Linked DNA regions of Mus musculus: region 1 is linked to region 2. Evidence: chromatin contacts called from public ChIA-PET data. All regions are on one chromosome and are shown on one strand. The core of a region is the stretch at or near the end of the contact, and the rest is flanking DNA. Distances in the headings are between cores, read along the strand shown.

Evidence for each region. ChIA-PET counts read pairs in DNA pulled down with a chosen protein or histone mark.
Region 1: an RNA polymerase II ChIA-PET map of effector CD8 T cells shows a contact between it and region 2, with 20 read pairs. The contact joins two enhancer-like sites. A contact is called at or near these places in 10 of 484 Hi-C or Micro-C datasets (centroblasts, embryonic stem cells, nephron progenitors and 1 more), 3 of 115 datasets of contacts at active chromatin or transcription factors (bone marrow-derived dendritic cells, effector CD8 T cells and embryonic stem cells) and 3 of 9 other capture datasets (adipose tissue, liver and pancreatic islet).

What each region holds. Positions count from the first base shown.
Region 1 is chr9:44,643,549-44,647,857 of GRCm38.p6, reverse strand. No RefSeq gene overlaps it. Among named protein-coding and RNA genes, the nearest start is that of BC049987, 27 kb to the left of the region's middle. Within about 2 kb of position 1,262, at least 107 of the 459 cell types and tissues checked have an H3K27ac peak or open chromatin away from gene starts, as enhancers often do. A contact at or near this core is called in centroblasts and effector CD8 T cells, where this site is marked.
Region 2 is chr9:44,566,496-44,570,580 of GRCm38.p6, reverse strand. No RefSeq gene overlaps it. Among named protein-coding and RNA genes, the nearest start is that of Ddx6, 36 kb to the left of the region's middle. Within about 2 kb of position 2,285, at least 172 of the 459 cell types and tissues checked have an H3K27ac peak or open chromatin away from gene starts, as enhancers often do. A contact at or near this core is called in centroblasts and effector CD8 T cells, where this site is marked.

The DNA.
Region 1 (4,309 bases), core at 13-2,512, 78 kb before region 2:
TTAGTCTCTTGTGCTGCACAGTCTCTTTAACCCACTAATGTCCTAGGCTCCTGTCAAATGAGATGAACACACTTCCTCCCTATTTAAGTCACTGTTTCTCAGATTTCTGTCCTGTCTGCGGCTGAGTGGCATCTTTAATGGCACCCTCTGCAGAGTGGTCCTTGTTGATCTCTAAGTTTGGGGTCAGCCTGGTCTATAGAGTAAGTTCTAGGACAAGTGAGGACTACACAGAGAAACCCTGTCTTGAAAAACAACAAACAAACAAACAAGCATAAAACAAATAAACAAAAACAAAAGAAAAAACCACAACCCCCTCCCCCCAAGCCCCACTTCCCATTAGGACCCATATGTCCATAACATTTCCAGCCAGGTGACAAGGTCTTGTCCTCTGTCTCTTTCTGTGCATGTAGGAGTGCGTGTATCAGAAGCCAGAAGTCAGCGTGAAAACTCTTTCTCAATTGCTCTCCATTTTGGTGTCTGAGGAAGGTATTCCTACAGATCCCAGAGCTCACCGACTTGACTACACTGGCGGACTAGAAATTCCCAGGGATGCTCCTGCCTCTGCCTCCTCGGCACTGCCACCACCGGCGGGGTGCTGGAGATCCAAACTTAGGTCCTGCAGCTTGTGAGGCAGGCACTCTGGGGTCTGTGCCATCACCGCAGCCCCATTTGGAGCTGTTCCGTATTCATGCCTGCCTCATCTGTGGCCAGCTGAGGCTACAGGAAGAGTTAAAAGTGCTCAGCCCTAAAAACATACAGACAAGTAGCATTCTACAAGCTGAACAGGTTGTATTTATGTATCTAAGTACACACACACACACACACACACACACACAGAGAGAGAGAGAGAGCAATAATTTATGCAAAAGAGAGGCAATGAGCCGGGCTTGGTGGAGCACGCCTTTAATCCCAGCACTCGGGAGGCAGAGGCAGGTGGATTTCTGAGTTCGAGGCCAGCCTGGTCTACAAAGAGAGTTCCAGGACAGCCAGGGCTATACAGAGAAACCTTGTCTCAAAAAACCAAACCAGAGAGAGAGGGAGAGAGAGAGAGAGAAAGAGAGAGAGAGAGAGAGAGAAGCAATGAATTTGAAATAAAGAAAGAAGGGGTGTGTATGGGAAGGCTTGGAGGGATGAAAGGAAGAAACGACACAGTGATATTATAGTCTCAAAAAATAAAAGAAATACTTTTTAAAGGCTGTGTTGTCTACATAGGCATGCCAGCAGCTGCTCCCCTGCTGGTGTAGAACAGCTACCTTCCTCACTCTTGCCTGTCAGGTGTGCCCCTGTCTCAGCCGCCTGCACTTCAAGGCCTTCTCAGGCAAGGAGCTCCTGGTTCTCTGGATGTTTGGTGATGCCACAATGACATGACTTCTTTGTCCCAGTCCTGGGGTGCTGAGGTGGTCAAGGTCATGACCCGTGACAAGATATCTATGGACAGCAAACTGTTAAACTGCCCCACGTGTCCTGCTCTGCCGTGCCCCGCTATATGTAGCCAACTAGAATGCCATTTGAAAACTAAAATCTCCCATCAGGCTGGGCGGTTTGGCCCCATTCGGCAGGAGGGGAAAGGGCCAGTGTGGCTGCAGGCTGGCCCTAAACATCAGCTTCCAGCCCGCGGAGCTGCAGGCTTCCGGTGCTGGGCGGGGCCAGAGCCGTGGGACCGCAGGCCTCGGTGGTGTGACTGATCCTCTGAACACTAATAGGAAGCCACACACCGTTCATTCTCCTAGAATAGCTACGCACCTGCAGATAAGCAGTTTCTGTTGTGGTGAGAAACAGCACAAGAGAGAGATGTAAAGGTAGGCCAGGGCCCAGCCGGTCCCGACCGTGACAATTCTTTTTTGTGGTGAAGTTTTTGTGGTCCTCACACCTCCTACTCACTTTCAATCAGTGCCACCTGCAAGCCATCGGCCACTCTGGCCACACAGACACCTATGCCGAGGGCCAGCCAAGCCTGTCCCCAGACCACTCAACTGAGATTGCTGAGGCCACTCTCACTGAGAGCCTAAGAGATAGGCCCTGGTTTGGCCTCATTTGGTCTCCATAAGTCCATTGCAGTCACTACGGTTTGTTGGGGTCTTAGTTTCCTCTTTTGCAAAGCAGGACTAATGGTAGCTCTCTTCAGAAGCTATTGTGAGACAGAAGGACTGCATGTGGCCAGCTGAGGGCGGTGCCTGTCCTGTTTATGGGTGGAGATGCTCCAGCTGGCCTCCTGCCCTATTGTGCAGCCTGTCCCTGTCGCGTGGCTGAGGAATACTCCACTGAAGCTTGAGAGAAAGTTTGACTAAGACGTGATCTATGTGCTGGCTAGTTTTATGTCAACTTGTTTCAAGCTGGGGTCATCAGGGAGGAGGGAGCCTCAGCTGAGACAATGACTCCATAAGATTGGGCTTAGATGACAATGTAGGGCATTGTCTTAATTAGTGATTAATGGGGGAGGGCCTAGCCCATTCTGGTTGGTTCCTGGTTCTATAAGAAAGCAGGCTGAGCAAGCCAGGAGGAGCAAGCCAGTAAGCAGCACCACTCCATCGCCTCTGCATCAGTTTCTGCCTCCAGGATCCTGTCCTGCTTGAGTTCCTGTCCTGACTTCCTTTGGTGATAAATGGTGAGGTATAAGGGTAAGCTGAATAAACCCTCTTCTCGCCAGGTTGCTTTGGTCATGGTGTTTCATGGCAGCAATGGTAACCCTGGGGTCCATTGCTAAGGTCCCTCTAGGACAGTGGCTCTTAGTCTTCCGAATGCTGCAGCCTTTCTTTCATTACTACTATAATCTTACTACTGTCATGAAATGTGATACAAACATCTGTGTTTTCTGATGGCCCTAGGCAACCCTGTGAAAGGGTTATTTGACCCCCGAAGGGTCTCGACCTCTAGGTTGAGAACTGTTGCTCTAGGAGGGCTTCCTCAGCCACCTCAGCACAGCTGCTCCCTTTGGACTTTCCTGCTTATGTGACCCCAGCCTGTGGCCTGAGACAAAAGAGGAGGGCTCACCTGGGAAGTGTCTTCACAGCACAGGTCAGATAAGCAAAGGGCCGCCTCAAAGCACTGGAACAGGACCGTGTCCTACAGGGCCTTGTCCTGGTCTGTGTGGTGCACTGCCTCCTAGCTCAGCCACTCACACGAGAACAAGACAGCGTGCAGGGAAGATGAAGATGCCTAGGGCCACAGCTCAGCAAGGGAAAGAGAGAGACCCAGAAGAGAGGAGGAAGAGGAGAGCAAGGGGAGAGGGAGAAGGAGATGGAGAAGGAGTAGTAAAGAGGGAGACAAGAAAGAATAGGAGGGGAGCAAAAGAAGACAGAACAAACAGGAAAAGCAGAGTCAGAGTTGGTCAGATGCAGCACTCATCTTAGCACTGGGGAGGCAGAGGCAGGCAGATCTCTGAGTTCAAGGTCAGCCTGCCTTATATAGTGATTTCTAGGACAGCTCAGGCTACATAAAGAGACCTTGCCCCCGGCTGGAGAAATGGCTCCATGGCCAAGAGCTTTGGCTGCTCCTCCAGAGGACTTAGGTCCAATTACTAGCACCCACGTGGCAGTTCACAACTGTCTACAACTCTAGTTACAGGTGATCCAACACCCTCATAGAGACATACATGCAGGCAAAACACCAATGCACATGAAATTGAAAATAAATAAAAGAAATAATTTTTAAAAAGAGACCCTGACTCAACAATAAAATAAAAAACAAACAAGAAAAGAAAATCTTGGAGTCTTGGAGGTGGGATAAGCGAACGTAGACAGGTTATCTCCAAAGCTTGGCATTCTTTTTTTTTTTTTTTTTTTTTTTTTTGATTTTCGAGACAGGGTTTCTCTGATTAGCCCTGGCTGTCCTGGAACTCACTTTGTAGACCAGGCTGGCCTCGAACTCAGAAATCTGCCTGTCTCTGCCTCCCGAGTGCTGGCATTAAAGGTGAGCGCCACCACACCCGGTGAAGCTTGGCATTCTTAACCTCACCTAATTAGCTTATGTTTACTGAACCTTATCACTGTTGGGAAGATGGGAACCACTCAGCAGCGTAATTTAGAACTAAGCATTAGCCAGGTGAGGTGGTTCATGCCCGTGGTCCCAGCTCCTGGAGAGGCTGAGGTGAGAGGGCCCTGAGCATAGTGGTTGAGACCAGCCTAGGCAACATAGCATGGTCTTGTCAAAAGAAAGAGGCAAGTAGGGAGAAAGGAGAGAAGATAGCATGTCCAGAACTGCTGGATCCATCAGGGGCCTTGTATCTTTCATTAGTTCTAAAAGCCTTTCACCCAGTGTCTGTACTCTCTGTCTGTACTTTGCCGCTTCTCCTTTTCTTCTCTACAACCCA
Region 2 (4,085 bases), core at 1,036-3,535:
TAGGGCTCTTGCATGTTAAACAAGCACTCTGTAAAAACTTGAAAATTCTCCTAAAGGGCTCCATTTGTTGTCCCTCCTGTTTGTTGGAGGGATGTCATCCCTCCTGCTCAGAGAAGGCTCATGTCTCTTTCAGAAGTAGTTTTACCCTGACCCCCCTTATGCACCCCTCTTTCCTCTGAAAAGCCCCTTCCCAATTACCTATATATTACTTATAGAATCTTTTTTTTTCTTTTTTTTTTTTTATCTTTTTTTTTTTCCATTTTTTATTAGGTATTTAGCTCATTTACATTTCCAATGCTATACCAAAAGTCCCCCTTACCCACCCACCCCCATACTTATAGAATCTTTATGTATCCACTTTATCCAGAAAGTTCTTTCCATATCCTGAACAGCAGAGCCATGTAAGCTAAGAGCCAGGAAAGCTATAGACTCTAGAGTAATTGGTCAGATTTATATATAGAATATATCAAGAGCTCCACTAAAAAAAATAATAAAATAAATGAACTTGAACGGTTCACAAAAGAGGAAACATATTGTGCTAAAAGACACGTGGGAAAAAGTTCTACTTCAGTAGTAACAAAAGCAATGCAAATTTTAAAAAACCCAGGTACCACTTTCATCTATACAACTTGTACAAAAATTTTAAAAAGAAGAAAGAAAAATGAATATCCAGTAGCAGGAAGCATGAAGCCCAGTGACCTTCCTCATGCAGTGCAGTGGTCTTCCTCATGCAGCCCAGTGACCTTCCTCATGCAGTGCAGTGACCTTCCTCATGCAGTGTAGTGGTCTTCCTCATGCAGCCCAGTGACCTTCCTCATGCAGTGCAGTGACCTTCCTCATGCAACAGTGACCTTCCTCATGCAGCGCACCTCTGTGAGTTTGAGGCCAGCCTGGTCTACATAGTAAACTGTCTCAAAAGAAAAATAAAAGTGGACCCTGGAAGGAAACTCAGGTCTCCAGCTGTGGAGACATGTTTATCCATGAGCTCTCTCATCCCCTCTCAAGGATCCCCATATCATGAGAAAATGCTGCTTTTGTTGTTTGTTTGTTTTGTTTTGTTTTGTTTTGTTTTTTTGAGATAGGGTGTCACTATGTAGCACTTGGCTGGCCTGGAACTCACAACACAGATCAGGCTGTCTTCAAATTCATGGAGATCCACCTGTCTCTATCTCCAGGTACTGGGACTGAAGAAATGTGCCATCCTAGCCACCGAGAAAATATTTTTTATAAAAAGATTCATTACTTTTTTAAACCATGCATATGTGGAGAGATATGCACATATGTGTCTGGGTGTTTATGGAAGCCAGAAGAAGGTGTCAGATCTCCTGGAGGAGGAATTACCGTTGCTCACGAACCTTTGCTGTGGAGGCGTGAACTGAACCCCGTCCATCCTCTGAAAGAATAGTGAGTTGTCTTAACCTCTAGGCCAGTCTCCAAGCCCACGAAGAAGCTTATAAACAGCATTAAGCAAAACCAAACAAACAAACAAACAAAAGCCCCACCAACAGTTATACAAAGCTCATATCAAAAACAACAGGAAAAGAAGGCAACTGAGCTTGATCTGTTGTTCATTGGTTTGGTTTTGAGACAGGTTTTACTCTGTATCCCAGGCTAGTCTGGAATTCATTATATAGCCTAGGCTATCTTCAAGCTCTTGGCAATCCTCCTACCACAGACTGCCAAGTGTTAGACTACAGGCATGTACCACTGTATCATGTCTGGATGACAAGGGTGCATCACCATGCCATGGCAGGCTTTATTGTTATTGTTTAACATTATTCTTTCAAATTTAAAAATAGCTATTTCAAGTATATGAGCCTTTTACCTGCACTTGTGTACCTGGTGCCTGCAGCGGTCACCAGGTCTTCACTGTTGCTGCTGTTTGTTTGTTTGTTTGTTTCAAGATAGAGTTTCTCCATGTAGCTCTGGTTGTCCTGGAACTCGCTCTGTAGACCAGGCTGACTTCGAACTCAGAGAGCTCTCTGCCTCTTTCTCCCAAGTGCTGGGAATAAAGTCATTCATCACCACAGCCTGCCTAAAAGTAACTTTTAAAAAAAATCGCTGTCCTTTTTCCTGTCTGTAGATTAATATAATGAAGTCCTCTTTTTGATTTGGACCAAGAGTTAAATCTTAGGATAACAGTTAAACTTGTCATTCCTGCCCAGTAAGGCCCCACACTCTGGCCTGGGTTGCTGTGTCTTTCTTTAGATCCCCTGTGAAGAGCTTTCTCTATTGACAACCATGGAGAGTCAGGTGGGGTTTCATTCAGGCTGCGAGGAGGAACGATAACCCCAGAAACAATAAAAACAAACTCACTGTTGCTATGAACTTCTAGCACCAGTTCACAAATAATACAAAAGCACCCTCCCCCCCCCGCCCCTCCCTCCCGCACCTCCCCAACTTCCGGTCCTGTCTGATGAGGGAGAGGAAAGTCAGTAAACCCAAAAGTGCCAGAAGAGGATTGTGCCGTGACAAACAGGGAAAGGACCGAAGGAACAGGCCTGAAGGCTCACGGGGACCTAACAGATCTAGCGGAGGCACCAGTGAGGTGGCTGGCCTAAGGGAAGCCTCTAAAGGGAGCTCCTAATGAATTTAAAGACAGGTAAAGGTTAAATGGCAAATAGCGGTTAGAATTCTGAGCACACTAAAAAGCATGACCAACATTAAAATATTACATAGCTTTCCTTTTAGTCCAGTGTGTGTGTGGTGAGTTTGAGGAAGTAAAGAGGGCTGATATTTCGAGGAGTGATGTCAGCTGAGAGTAGAAAGTGAGACGGAGGTTACGTAAGTGGTCAGGAGCTGGTGCAGCCAGTAACACTCATACCCTGTCAGCATGAGGGCCTGAGTCCAGGCTCAGCGCCCACACAAATGCCAGGCTGTAGAGAGAGAATATAAAAAAAAATAGCTCAATGCCAGCCTTTGTCTTCCACTGGTGTTCACATGCCTAAACACACACACACACACACACACACACACACACACACACACACACACACGACACAGACATAACTTGCAAAAGTTAGGTCATATTAAGGGGAGTGTCACCCAGCTAGGCTCATAAGGGGAATGTCACCCAGCTAGGCTGGCTTTGTTGCACTGGGAAAGGAACCCAGAGCCTGTGCCCGCCAGACAGGTGGCCTACTACTGAATGGCATCCCAGCCTGGGTCCCCATGTCCCTGAAGGAATTTGGGTAAGGGTGTAAACATCTGTATTTTCCCTTGTAGGGACTTTTACCCAGATATGTGAGGATCTAAGAAGAAATAGAAAAAGAAAGAATCGTTACCATAAACAATTTTAAACAAATACAAGAGAAGTCGCAATACAATTATGGCCTGGCACGCGCTTGTCACCAGAAGAACAAAAGCAAAAGTATAACTTTAACACACTAAATATTCAGAGAATTTCCCTTCCTTCAACTTTTTAATTAATTAATTAGGATGGGGTCTTTCTACATAGTCCTGACTGTCCTGAAACTTACTACATAGACTAGGTTGGCCTTGAACTCATAGAGATCCACCTGCCTTGGTCTCCCTAGTGCTGGGATTAAAGGTGTGCACCACCATGGCCAGCTGTGTTAATATTCTTAAATCCAGGGCTCTGTGGCTTTCGTTTTATTTTACTTTTCAGGGTTTTTGTTTCTTTGTTGTTTTGTTTTGTTTTCAGACAGGGTCAGACCAGCCTTGAATTTAAGTTCTCTGTGTCTCTGGCTCCTAGCCCTGGGTACTGTCTCAGGCTCTATCTTTGCTTTATTACAGGAGGCCCAGAGTCAAAGGAGATATTTTTCATTTGCACGGTCAGCAGGTGACTCGCTAAGAACACGTTCAACTGCCCCTCAGTTCCAGCAGTAGTGTACCCTGTACCCATTGCTTCACAGAGAGGCCCAGTGGCTTGGTAAAGTTTGCTCTCTAGTTTGACTGTTGGAATTGATGTTATTTTTGTAAATTGACATTTTTTTTGGTCAGTTTCTAATTTCACAGTGGTGTTTGACATCACTTTTCTCGTCTCCTCTCTTCCCATTTGCTCTGCAAGAGCGTTACAAAGGTGTGCAACCTTCAGCCAAGGCTCCTTGCTAACGCCAATGAAC